Linked DNA regions of Mus musculus: all the other regions are linked to region 1. A link is a contact called in public Hi-C data. All regions are on one chromosome and are shown on one strand. Each heading gives the region's core, a stretch centred on a gene start, on an enhancer-like site or on the middle of the called end of the contact. The rest is flanking DNA. Distances are from core to core; before and after follow the strand shown.

Region 1 (4,125 bases), core at 680-3,179:
TATCTGACAAGGCCATCCTCTGCTACATATGCATCTGGAGCCATGGGTCCCTCCATGTGTATTCCTTGGTTGGTGGTTTAGGCCCTGGGTGCTCTGGGGTTCTGGTTGGTTGATATTGTTGTTCCTCCTATGGGGCTGCAAACCCCTACAGCGCCTTCAGTCCTTTCTCTAACCCCTCTGTGCTCAGTCCAATGGTTGGCTGAGAGCATCTACCTCTGTATTTGTCAGGCTCTGGCAGAGCCTCTCAGGAGACAGCTGTATCAGACTTGGATCATGTTCTGATACAAGTGGTCAGGCATACCTGGGTTAAAGGTTAGCATAGTGCTCACACTGTGTGCTCTTGGGCTCTGAGCAAGTCTCCATCTCCCTAAGCTTCTGCTCCTTGCATTCTTATCACACAGGGACAATCAGAAGCCACCATCTATGACTGAGGGTACACAGCCCTCACCAAACCCCCAAATCTGCCAGAGCCTTGATTTTACTTAGACTTGCAGCCTTCGGAGAAGTATAAAGTGAATTTCTGCTGTCAGGTATCCATGCCTGCTCCTGACATGTACACGCACTGCCCCCTCACACACACACACACACACACACACACACACACACACAGCTGTAGCACTTATGATGAGCAAGGTTGTCATCTTCATACAATTATCTGGGAGACAAGCTCCCAGACATGCCTGTGAGGAAGTTTCTACATTAGGCTGTCTGAGGAGAAGAGGCAGTTCGCCCAGCCAGCACTAGGCCCCAGGACAGAGTGCAAGGTGAATGACACAGACAGAGGCGAGCTAAGCACCAGCGCTCATCACCCTCTGCTTCCTGATTGCAGACACAAAGTGATCAGCTGCCTCAGGCTCCCACACAAGCAGGCCAAGAGAGCAGGCAAGGGTGAAGGAGAGTGGGCCACAGTGGTTCCTCACTGTGGTGGCTGGGTACAGGGATGGCTCAGTAAGGAGCTTATACATCAGAGAGACGGACAGGACAGAAAAGTGTCAAAATCACACACACACACACACACACACACACACACACAAGCGTGCACTGCTGCCTCATGCCCTGACTGAGGGTCCTGAGCTCATGCTGTGGGGACCAAGTCAAGGCTAGCTATCACTGGCTGGGGTGTACTGCAGAGATGGATGGAAGTAAGGTCTCCGAATCCTGCCTCCCCAAGATCCCAGGATCACCATTACAATCTGTTTGTCAATGATAGATAATTTATGACTTCCTAACCCCCACAGTCCATCACTCTGGGAGCCCTGACTGGCAGGCGGGGCCAGCCAGTTACTGTTGGCCAGTGTTCCATGTCCTGGTTGGAAACTCTCCCATGATAAATAAGTATTGATTAACCCCACTGACCCTGGCACTCAGAAAAAGCAGTCCTCTGTGTTGTCCTTCCTTCCGAAGTGACACACTTTCTCTCATGCCTTCAGGACTCCCTGAGGCTGCCTTGTTCTGAAACCCAAAGGCTCAGAGTAACCAAGCCTGCCTTTTGCCACCTGCTCTAGCGTGCCCCAGAACTGCAGACAAGGTCTGTCTTTGCTGTTCTTCCACTTGGCCACTAATGTAAAACTTAGAAGTAGAATGCAACGCTGGCCTCCCATGTATGGTAAACTGAGAGCTCTCCCAAATTGGGGTGTTTCACAGGGAGCTGCATCATGTGAGGGACCAGAAAAGCATTATCCCATTGGGGTGTGGGTGAGGCTGTCTCTGAGCAAAACTTGCTCTCTATGTGGCCTTACTTGAGGGCCCTGCTCAGTAGGACAGAACAGACTGGAACCAGTACAGTCCCCACCACCCCATTTCCTAGTCAGTGTCTATGGGTCATCCCAGGTTAAAGGAAAGGGACCCAGGTGGAAGGGAGGGAGCATGCTTGCCATCACGTGAGTTATCCAGATTGTGCTCTTGATGACACATGGCTTGTAACCAATGAGCCACGTCCTCTACAGCACAGACTTGCCTGGAAGGAAAGCTGTTCTCCAGCCCTGGCACTTCCCAACTGTGTGACCCTATGAGGTAATTAACCTCCAGGAGCCTCCGTTTCCTCAACCATAAAAGGACCATAATGCCTCGTGCTGCCTGGGGCTGTTGAGCAGATTCAGTGTGAACTGTGTGTGCTCACTGGCTCTCTGTCCCAGAAGTTCTCAGCACCCTAGGAGTCATCATCTCATCTTCTCAGCAACCTCACCTTTAGACTGCCTACCCCATCAAACCCAACCTACCATGGTCTAGACACTCTGTGCTGCACCTGGCTAAGAAGGGCGGCAAATGTAACGATGACTCCCCACTGGGGTGCTCAGCCTGGGGAGAAAGGGTCCTGGGCAGCAATACAGACCTCCCCTCTGTCCCTATCTAGTGAGGGTGATGCTAACCTCTGTAAAGAGTGCAATGTACATCCTGGCGTATCATAAATACAGTCCACTGGCCGTTACCACTGTGTAGTAAAGAGATAATGTGAGCTTTCCCTGAATTTCCTTTCTGGTCCCCACCTCTCTTTCTGATGTAACCCTTTCCTAGGCCTGGCATGTCATTGCATATTGACATCAGTTTTATGCAAGGTATTTCCCATAAGCCAAGTTAAACCCTAAGTGAAATGAAGCTAGCTAAAACAAATGAACACACAGTCTCCCACGTCCCCCAGCTTGCCAAGCGCTCTTGTCTTGCAGAGGGGTTCCTATTGATCGCCCTGCTCTCCCTGATCCCTGACCCCTGACCTCTATTCCCCCAAGGAAAGCGCAGATCAGCAGCTTTCCTGCCGCCATCCATAAACCTTGCTGAGTTAGACCCCCATCCTTCTTTCTGATTAGACCTTCCGCTCCGTTTGTCATCCGTCTGGGTGATCTACTTCCCTCCAGTCTGTCAAGTTGCCCCATAACCTCATTCCCAGGGACTTCAATCTCTCAAAACCAGACTCAGATTTATTGTAAAGAACATCCCCGGAATAGAAATTGCCTTGTCTCCCTTTGCGGGAAGATGAAAGCCTACAGGGCCCCTTCCCATGGGCTGCCTTGGTGCCCCACTCCCAACCCCCAGCCCACAGAGTTCAATGAGGCACAGTGACCCTGACACTGTGGTTGGTGACTAACAGACAGTGAGGGTCACAGGGACATGACAGCAAGGTAACACCTCAGCTATGAGGGGATCCCCAAAAGTCAAGAACAGCAGGGCCAAGGCTGAGAAAGACTAACCTTGCTGCGACCTTACTCCATTTCCAGCTGGGACCCATACTATCAGAAGTGCAAGTGGGTAGTACCCAAGATCAGCAGAATTTGTTCAGCGCCGCGCACCCCCATGAGTAAATAAGGTCCTCTGGAAATGGACTTCACTCCACCCAGATGGCTCTGAGCTGATGTGACCTCATCCCCAGAAGCCACACGACATCAGAAGTGTCAATAGAACAACTGGCACATCGTAGATAGCTGGCACTGTCAGCTGGTGAGCCAGGTGTCTAGCTCCCTAGGGTTGCATGGGAAGGTGTGCTGGCTAGTTTCATGTCAACTTGACACAATCTAAAGTCATCTGAGAGAGGGAACCTCAATTAAGAAAATCTCTCCATAAGATCAGGTTGTAGGCAGGCTTGTGAGGCATTTTCCTTAATTAGTGATTAGTAGAGGAGGCCCAGCCCATTGTGGGTGGGACCATCCCTGGGGGTGTGGTCCTGGGTTCTATAAGGAAGTAGGCTGAGTAAGGAATGGAGAGTAAATGAGAAAGCAGCACTCCTCCATAGCCTCTGCATCAGCTCCCGCCTCCCAGTTCCCTGCCCTGTGTGAGCTCCTGTCCTGGCTTCCTTCGCTGATGGACTATAATGTGGAAATATAAGCCAAATAAACCCCTTCCTCCCCAACTTACTTTTTGGTCATGGTGTTTTATTGCAACGACAGAAACCCAACTAAGACAGGAGGCTCACCTCAGTTTACCCTCCACATAGAACCTTCCAGAGCCAGACAGTTGATCTACATGCCCTTGCACCTCTGTGAAGAGACTCCATGACAGAGGCAACTTATAGAAGACAACATTTAATGGGGGCTCATCTTTCCAGAGAGCTAGAGGCCATAACCACCATGGTTGGGAGCACAGCAGCAGGCAAGTAAGGATAGTGTTGGAGCAGTAACTGAGACCTTACATCTT
Region 2 (4,125 bases), core at 634-3,133, 200 kb after region 1:
GAGGCCTGGTAAGGTTAGGCGGGGAGGCGGGGGGCTTTGTGTCAGCACCCAGAGTGTAGCAGTTGCCAGCTCGCAGGAGCACACTTGCTTGTGCACACTCACGCCTCTCTCTCCCGCAGCCTCTGTTCAGCTGTGGAGGTCTCGTCTGGGCCGTGTGCTGTACTCCATGGCAAACTGTCTGCTCCTGATGAAGGTATGTGGGCGGCTGAGCTGTAGAGCACCTTGTTCTAGCAGACAGTGTCAGCTAGAGGCTGCAAGGAAGTGCTGCGTGTTCCAATAGGCCTGACAAGGAAGTGAGCCGTGGGCCTCAGCAGTCTTCAGTGTGGCCTAGATTGCTCAGTAGAGTTCACTCACACTTGGGGGCCTAACTTGTCGTTGTAAAATTTCCACAGAAAACAGTTTATATTGCTGAATTTAATTGCACGGGCCTAGGTCTAAACAGTCTAATTAAAACTGCTCACTCCGCCCGAAAATGGGCGTTTTCCTCTGAACTCCATCCAGAAAATCTCACCTTTGTTCTGATTGTTTTACTGTGAGGGTCATTTTTTAATGATTGATGGATTTGACATCTGAAGGCAGTCTTTCCCACCAGACCCTCTTGTGAGGACCTCACCCCGAGCTGTGCACCTGAGGAGCCAGTGTGACTCGGGGAGCTCTGCCGGGCTGTCAGTCACTGAATTTCCAGTCCATTCTCCACGTGGGCCCTGCCAGCGGGTTTTCAGCTTCTCTCTCATTTCAAATACATCCCATGCCTGGCTTGCCTCCCGCCCTGGGCACGGGTGGCCTGCCACAGAGCTGGCGGCCTTGCTGCCAGCTGCAGGCAGGCACTGAAGCCGCCACGGAATCTGTCAGCAGCAGACGCCCAGAGCAGCGCTGTTAACACCTTCCGAGCTGTGGTGAGACGGCTCATCAGCTCATCCTCAGCCAAGGTCGTCCTGCTCTGACTGAGCGGCCGCCAGCGGGCAGGTTACCAAGGGGAAGAGCGTGCTCCTCGCTTTAGAGCGACTGGCAGCCCTCCACGTGGCCAGCTCCTTGGACCTGGCAGGAAAGTCTGTGACCACAGCCCAGCCATAGGACAGTGTGTTTCCTCTGCACCTCTGCAGACAGGTGACGTGTGACATTGGGTGTAGACAGGCTCTTGTAGTAGGTGACCTTGACACAGAAGAATGGGTTTCCTAAAACCTCTCCAGCTGTCCTCACAGCTCTTTCCGACTCTTGAACACATTACAGCTTTTAGAAGTTCTGTGTGAGATATTTGCACATGGTCTGTTGCCACAGGGCCACTTTGTTCCTGGTATCTTCCCACATCCACCTCCCTGGTGACATCATTGCAGAGCCTCCCCCACCTCCCCATGGGCTGCAGCCCTCAGCCAAGGAGGGGCCTGCTTCCTTCTGTCCCACCGCCCCCTGTGAGGCCTGCCTCTCCTCACTGCTGTGGCCTGTAGCAGCCTGAGAAGGCACCGGGAGCCTCCAGTCTCCTGAAGTCTCTGAGCCTTGGTTGCCTTCTTAGGCTTGCAGCACTGGTGGTGCCCAGCCACAGGCTGAAGATGCTCAGGGAGGAAGTCGCTGCTCAGCTGCAGTGCACTCAGCTTGCCTTTCTGAGAGACTCTGTTAGAAAATAGTGTAACAAAAAACGCTTTCCTTTGTTTTACTGCAGTAGTGACACCGCCAGCAATGTAGGCACAGGCACCAAACGTCTGCCTGTGACATCCTGTCACCCAAGGTTCTGAACGGGACGGATTATCATGTCTCAAAAATACTTTCTCCATGGATGTAATTTAAATTAAAAGTTTGATTTAATCTTGATTTTCATGAGTTAAAGAAATGCTGTAAGGAAAGTGGATGTGAGCACATGCAGTCTGCTGCCATCTAGTGGACACGACAAGTATTGCCACAGTAGCTGGGCTGCATAGCTGGGGCCTGTGTGCCAGCTAACAATGACCTAATTAATCAGCCTTTTAATGATAAGAAATTTGCTCATATGTTCTAGTTCTGAGAGTCCCACTATATATTTCCAGGAACACCCGCTTGCAAGACAAAGCCCTTCGTTCATAAATGTGATATCCTGAGGTTTCACAGTAGCCATAAGATACCTGGACAGTTTTCAGCTTCACGTCCTTATACCTCCCACACAGCATTGACTATTGTGGCTTCTCTTTTGTGGGGAAGAGCCTGCCACACACAGGGTGCCTCCTCTTTGCTTGGAAAACACTACATAAAGCCTTTGTTGGCAACAGAACAGCCATTAATACAATTTAGCAGTCTCTCAGCCAATGCAGTTTTTAGGTGCAAGTCAGGCAAGAATGCTTTTGCCCACATATGAGTGTTTGTATTTCTATTCAAGGGCAGGTCAGTGTAGTCAGAAGAGTAGAGCGGACACACTACAAGAAGCTGTTGTCAGCTGGCCTCCAGGTTCCCAGAATGAGTGATTTCATTGACTAACAGCCAACTAGGTGGCCGTCAGTGACAGCCCTGAACACTCCCTCTAACCGCCCCCAGGCTTGTTGACACATGCTGACACTGATGCCGATAGCACCTGCCTGACAACCCCTTCTCTGCTGCTGCTTTTTCGGATCAGTCCCAAACCTGTGGATCCACCCTGCCTCCTAGGAGAACTGTAAAATCCTATCAAAACTGAACCTGGTGGTACATACCTTTAACACCAACATGGGAGACAGAAACAGATGGATCTCTTGAGAGTTCAAGACCAACTGAGTCTCTATAGTTAGTTACAGGCTGTACAGAGCTATACCGTAAGACTCAGTCTCAAAAAAGTTATATATAATGGGTATATTTATAGCCTGTTTCTTTTCTGTTGGGCCATTCTCAGTAGCATGTACCCTTGACCCTAGGGCAAGTTTGAAAGGCAGCAATGCCAATCAAAAAAATCTAAGATCCTAGCAGGGCTTACTCCTGAGGCATACTGACCCTCCATGCCATGCACCCTGGCCCTCCATGAGCTGTCCATCAGAAGCATCATGAGCAGGGTGGAGCCTAGGTCACGATGGCCTGTGATCAGATGCAGTACTGTGACTCGGCACAGCCTGCCCTCTGCTCGGTGAAATAAAACGTAAGGGTACGTACCAGGTTGGAGGAGGAGACCAGGATGGACCTTAGGGGCCATGGGCTAGACCCTGGTCAGCCTGAGAGCAGGCCCTCAAGTCGCACAGGGTGGCGTGTCCGTGTCCCCTCAGCCATGACCCTGACTGCCCAAAGGCTGCCTTCTCCCCTGACACCTCATGGTGCATGCACACACACACACATCCACGTGCACCTGCTGGCACAATGAGAAATAAGGCCGGCTGGCCTTGGGCGGGGCCGCAGTGACAGGCAGCAAACGTGGTAGGAGAGGAAATCAAGGCATGTGTGGTCTGGCTCCTTGTGAGCATCAGGCCTTGAATAAAATTAGTTTTAACGAGCTGCACTTGAAGGTACCAGACTGGAGAGTCTTCTTTTTTTTTTACCCCTGCCAAACTGGAATTTTCCTTGTCGTCTGTCTCTATAACCTCCCAATTAGCAAGCTCAGTCGCTGTAGTCCCAGTTTAGAGGAAACTTAAAGTTTAGAGTAGAGAAGTGAAATACCTCCCAGAATCTTATGGTTAGGAGGAAATGAGCAGTGCCAGCCTTGGACTGGTCACCATGAGCTGTAACTGAGAGGAAACAAGTGCTTGGCACGGCTCTTGCCACAGTGTTTGCTCGGCTGCACGCTACAGAGGCTGGAGGAGGAGCTGACCTTTGAACCCTCTCACTGAACCCAACTCTCATACCTTTTTGTACTGTGGACCAAAAGTGGGAAGTGGATACTAGGTGGGTGGTAGAGAGACTTAGCCTCAAGGAGGGGCTGCAGGCAGGAGTGGTGTGAGGCTGCTGCTAGGAAGGTGCACAGAGCTGAAGCACTGAAGACAAAGCTCAATCTGCAGGATACAGACGCCAAGGCCACAGCGCCTTCAGTGCCTCTGGACACCTGCCTCTATAGAGCAGCAGTAACTACATGTCATTATAGGTCACAGTGACATCCATATGCCCTCACTGTCATAGTAAACTTGATTGGTGGGTCATTTCAATGCAGGTATTTTGCCTCAATATTGAGCACAGAAAAGTGAGACACTTTCAAAGTGTGGCTTA
Region 3 (4,125 bases), core at 766-3,265, 180 kb before region 1:
AAAGTACACAAGGATTTCCCTCTAAGAATTTTCAGTACAATATTGTTCATAGTAAAAGTGGAAATATATGGAATAGAAGTCATAGGAGGGTGGTAAGGTTCTTCTACATAGGTACACTGCCTTCATTGGGAACACAGTCTATGCCTGGTGTCAGCTTGACCCAAGCCTGGCCATCGGGGAAGAAAAGCCTCAACAGGGTGGGGGTGGGGACTGACTCCATCAGATTCACCTGTAGACAAGTCTGGGGGTGGGGCATTTTCTTCATCAATGATTGTAGATAGTGCCATCCTTGGGCCATGAGGAACAAGCCAGTAAGCAGCATTCCTCCATGGTCTCTGCTTCAGTTTCTACTTTGAGTTCCTGCCTCGGCTTCCCTTCATGGTGGATGTGACTTGCAAGATGAAAGCAAACCTCCCCCCAAGCCCCCCACAAAAGTTTCTTTTAGTCACAGTGTTCGTCACACAAACAAAGCCAACCAGGATGGTGTGCAGCAGAGTTCACTAAGATACCCAGATTCTTGGGTTCAGGAACAAAGAATTGGGCCAGGACTCATGGACAATGAGAGAAACAAGAGTTTATTAAGAGACAAAAGCATTCCAGAGTGGAAAGTGGGTCAGAGAGCTGAGGAAGAGCCTGAGGCTAAAAGCCCTGGGCCATGAAGGTCTAGATTTTTTTGTTTAACATTGTCTCCTCAGAGGAGCTTCTCTTCCTTCCTCTCCTCCCACTCCTTCCCTCTCCTCTCCCCTCCCCCTAAGCCCTTTCCCTTTCTCCTCAGAGAAGGGGAGACCTCCTGTGGATGTCAACCCTGGAAGGCCCAGATCTTCTCTAGATCATTTGCCTAGCACCACCTTCTCCTGTACCTGTCAATCAGGAGAGTGCCAGCTTACCCTTCTCCCTCATTCCCACCCCCACAGATACATGCTGTTTTGTTACCTGTAGCTTGTGATTAGAGAAGTTTCTATTCCTGATGGCTCTGAATCCTCCCTCCCTATTCTCCTACCTCAGAAAAGGACCCACTCTAAAGCTGAAAAAGATGGCTCCAGAGGGGTGCCCCAAAGACAGCTAAGGTCAGACTGTCCCCTCACCTACCCCTAGTGCTGCAAAAGGTTCCACAAGCAGAGGACGTGTGCTTCTATAATTGAAGAGAGCGAGGGGAAAGCTTGGGGACAGTAGTAATACTGAGAGGAAAATCTCTCTAACCCACTCACCCATCAGTGACACAAGACATGGAGGAAGGCACTCCTAAAATAGCTTTCTCTCAAACTCATATGGGCTGTGCTGGGACCCTAGACAGTGTCTTTCCTGCTCCCAAGACACACAGGCGTCAGGAATGCTGTCATTTCTCAGAGAGTGGAGCTGCCAGCCTGACTCTTCAACTCACAGAGGAGCCGACTGTCGGTGCAATGACTTCAAATTGGTTTTTAAGTCTGACTCAGTTGAAGAGGGTAATATACCCTCTGGGGTGGGGTGCAGTTGTGGAGACATCTGTCAAGTGGCTGCCTTCTGGGAACCTGTGTCGGCATCCCCTGCTATCGTGGGACTATCTTCCCTGCTGTTTGCAGATCTCCCACTTGTTGGGTTTTGAAGGTTGTTATGAAAAGAGGGACCTTGAAAAAGGAAGAGAAAGGACAGCTTCGTGAAAGAGCCTTTGTGGAGGCTGTCATAGGGATGTATGTCTCTATGGTGACCAAGGCCGGCTCAAACGCAAGCAGAGCAACCATCGTGCACTCTCAGTTAGAGGCAAGTAGGGAGAGAGTGTGGAGAAGGACAAAGGCTTTACAACCTTGTCTGAGGAGCTGGGGTCTGCCTGTGCCTCAAAGGAGAGCATGTGGCTTTATCCACAGAACTCAAGCTCTTCAGATGAGAAATCGCAAGCCCTTCCTCAGGTGGCCAGTGAGATTCTCAGAAGATCAAGGTTACAGAAGCGTCTTGCCAAGAGCTGTCAGTGGCAGGAAGATCAAAGGCCTCTGCTCATTCAATATTTATTCAACAAATATACAGAATCCAGCTTCAAACTGAGAGCCGAGTTCAGTAAGCCAGAGAGGCGTCTAAATAGGTCTCCAAAATCAAAGTGGAGTCTGAGAGTTAGGTATCAGACCTTGGGATGCCAACAGCCACAGGAGGAGAGAGGCCTGGGAGGGGCCACAGCCCAAGATAGAGAGCTATGTTCTCCACAGCACACTGTGAAGCTGGTAGAATATCTCTGCAAAAAAAGAGACAGAAAGGAATAAGCCAGAGAGTGCTCATGACTCACGCTACCATCTTACGACATCTTGCAAAGGTAAGGCCAGAAAGAGCACAGCCCTGGCCTAGGAGAACCAAGACCCTAAGCAACTAGATCTTGCCCCCACAATCACAGACCTGTCATAGGAACACAGCAATGTGGCTGTCTCGGAGGCAAGGCAAGGTCATGGGGAAGAAGGGCATGGTGGCTTTCTTCCCTTCAGGGTAGAAAGCAGAGCTTCATGGTTGTCTGGGAATCCCAGGCAACCCCTTCCCCATTCACCTCTCATTCTTCCAGTCTTTACATGTTGTCCACACATAATCTGAGCTTCATTTCTACCACTGGCCTTGCTCAGCCTGGGTGTAGGACACCAGAACCCACAGCTGAGCAGTGTCAGCCCTTCTAGCCTAATCCCTGCACTGTCTTAGCTGTCCTGCTTCCAACAGGCTGGCTTTCACAAGAGCCTGCTTTTGAACACATTGCTCTTTCTGACGCAAAGAGAAGCTCGTTCTTCATCCTTAGGGCACCGCCTGCTTGGTTTAGCCAAGTTTCTTCAGTCCTCTGACCAATCCTCACGGAGTCAGAGGTCTCCTCTAGGAAGACACACAAGCTAGCACAAGGCCTACCCCAACAATGTGCACCTCTGCTCAGTAGCTGGTCTCCCCTGGCTGGGGCCTCTTCCCCTGCCTGGGACCTCCTTACCATGGTTGAGGCCTCCCTTCTTTGGCTGGTTTCTCCCTCTCTTCACTAGGTCTGAGCTCCTTTTCTGCAAACCTAAGCCCCCTTCACAGACCTGGCACGTGGTATGTACTCCCAATTCTGAGGTCAAGATCTCACCGATCTATGAACTGAACCCAGTTACCACAATCACCAGTGACCTGACAGTTCTTGCCCCTGTTCGAAGGCAGCACAGATCGCATAGGCAGACATCCCAGTAATTTTCCCATTCGCCAAGCCCACATGGAAATATATGCCTCACTCTAACATCAAACTCAAGCTGCCATGTCTCCTTCCGATTCCTGAGTAATGGAGCCACAAAATAGCTCCAGCTCAGAAACTCAAGATTATCTGTATCCTCAGGCATTATATAGAGAGCACCAGAATTCCAGAGAGGATGAGGAAGGCAGGTTTCCACACCCAGCAACTCCTTCGCCTGCTGTATATTTTTATCATGCTGCAGTTGAGATTGGGGCAGGCCGTGGTTTTCTGTCTCTCTTTTACTGGAGATCAACTCTCATCTGCCATCTCAAAGCTGCCATGTACTGTTCCTTGTTGGAGTCACTAACCACAATGCAAAGTCAAGTTTACTAAGAGCTGATGAGACAACACCAAGTCCTGCACACCGACACCTCATCAGTGTTAGTGGACAAGGAGCAGCTTCACGCTTCTTTCTGTAGACTTGAAGGTGCACTGTCGTCCATGAGAACCTAGATCATCGATATCAAACTGTGCCCTCTGCAGAACAGCAATGTTCTGAGCCTGGAGGGACCCAGCCAGTGGAGAGAGCAGATCTATGGTCAGAACAGCCTGCGACTTACACCCTGACTCCACTCTTTACTTTTAGGCAAATGATCCCACCTCTCTGAGCCGGAAGCCTCTCAGACAGGAAGTAAGAATGGAGTCACTTCTCAGGATTGTAGGAAGAACCAGTCACGAGAAAGCAAAACACACAGTGGCTTCCTGGAAAGCAGTAGGTGATCGATAAAGCAGACTTAATATAGCTTCACTTATGAATCTAGGCAAGATTTTAAGTGCTATAGAGATGCCTCTGAAAGAACACAACATAACACAATACAGGGGGAAAAATGGTTTTAGTTCTTTTTCCTGTGAATCATTTGCCTGGGACTCATTTGGTGTAAGATGACATCTGATTTAGCACAAAATTAGTCCAGACATTTTAG

The links. A called contact is a pair of places that touch in the nucleus more often than the background predicts.
Region 2: a contact with region 1 is called in a Hi-C map of liver, with 2.2 times the contacts expected there. The contact joins two enhancer-like sites. A contact is called at or near these places in 8 of 484 Hi-C or Micro-C datasets (cerebral cortex, cortical glia, embryonic fibroblasts and 4 more), 2 of 115 datasets of contacts at active chromatin or transcription factors (differentiating embryonic stem cells and hepatocytes) and 1 of 9 other capture datasets (liver).
Region 3: a contact with region 1 is called in a Hi-C map of liver, with 5 times the contacts expected there. The contact joins two enhancer-like sites. A contact is called at or near these places in 7 of 484 Hi-C or Micro-C datasets (cerebral cortex, forebrain, liver and 2 more) and 1 of 115 datasets of contacts at active chromatin or transcription factors (differentiating embryonic stem cells).

The regions. Positions count from the first base shown.
Region 1 is chr12:28,897,750-28,901,874 of GRCm38.p6, reverse strand. No RefSeq gene overlaps it. Among named protein-coding and RNA genes, the nearest start is that of Gm31508, 10 kb to the left of the region's middle. Within about 2 kb of position 1,929, at least 8 of the 459 cell types and tissues checked have an H3K27ac peak or open chromatin away from gene starts, as enhancers often do. A contact at or near this core is called in hepatocytes and liver, where this site is marked.
Region 2 is chr12:28,697,604-28,701,728 of GRCm38.p6, reverse strand. Trappc12 (trafficking protein particle complex 12) reads left to right here. Exons shown (of 12, transcript NM_178811.5): 8 at 120-193. Among named protein-coding and RNA genes, the nearest start is that of Mir6937, 20 kb to the right of the region's middle. Within about 2 kb of position 1,883, at least 102 of the 459 cell types and tissues checked have an H3K27ac peak or open chromatin away from gene starts, as enhancers often do. A contact at or near this core is called in hepatocytes and liver, where this site is marked.
Region 3 is chr12:29,073,286-29,077,410 of GRCm38.p6, reverse strand. No RefSeq gene overlaps it. Among named protein-coding and RNA genes, the nearest start is that of Gm31333, 67 kb to the left of the region's middle. Within about 2 kb of position 2,015, at least 20 of the 459 cell types and tissues checked have an H3K27ac peak or open chromatin away from gene starts, as enhancers often do. A contact at or near this core is called in liver, where this site is marked.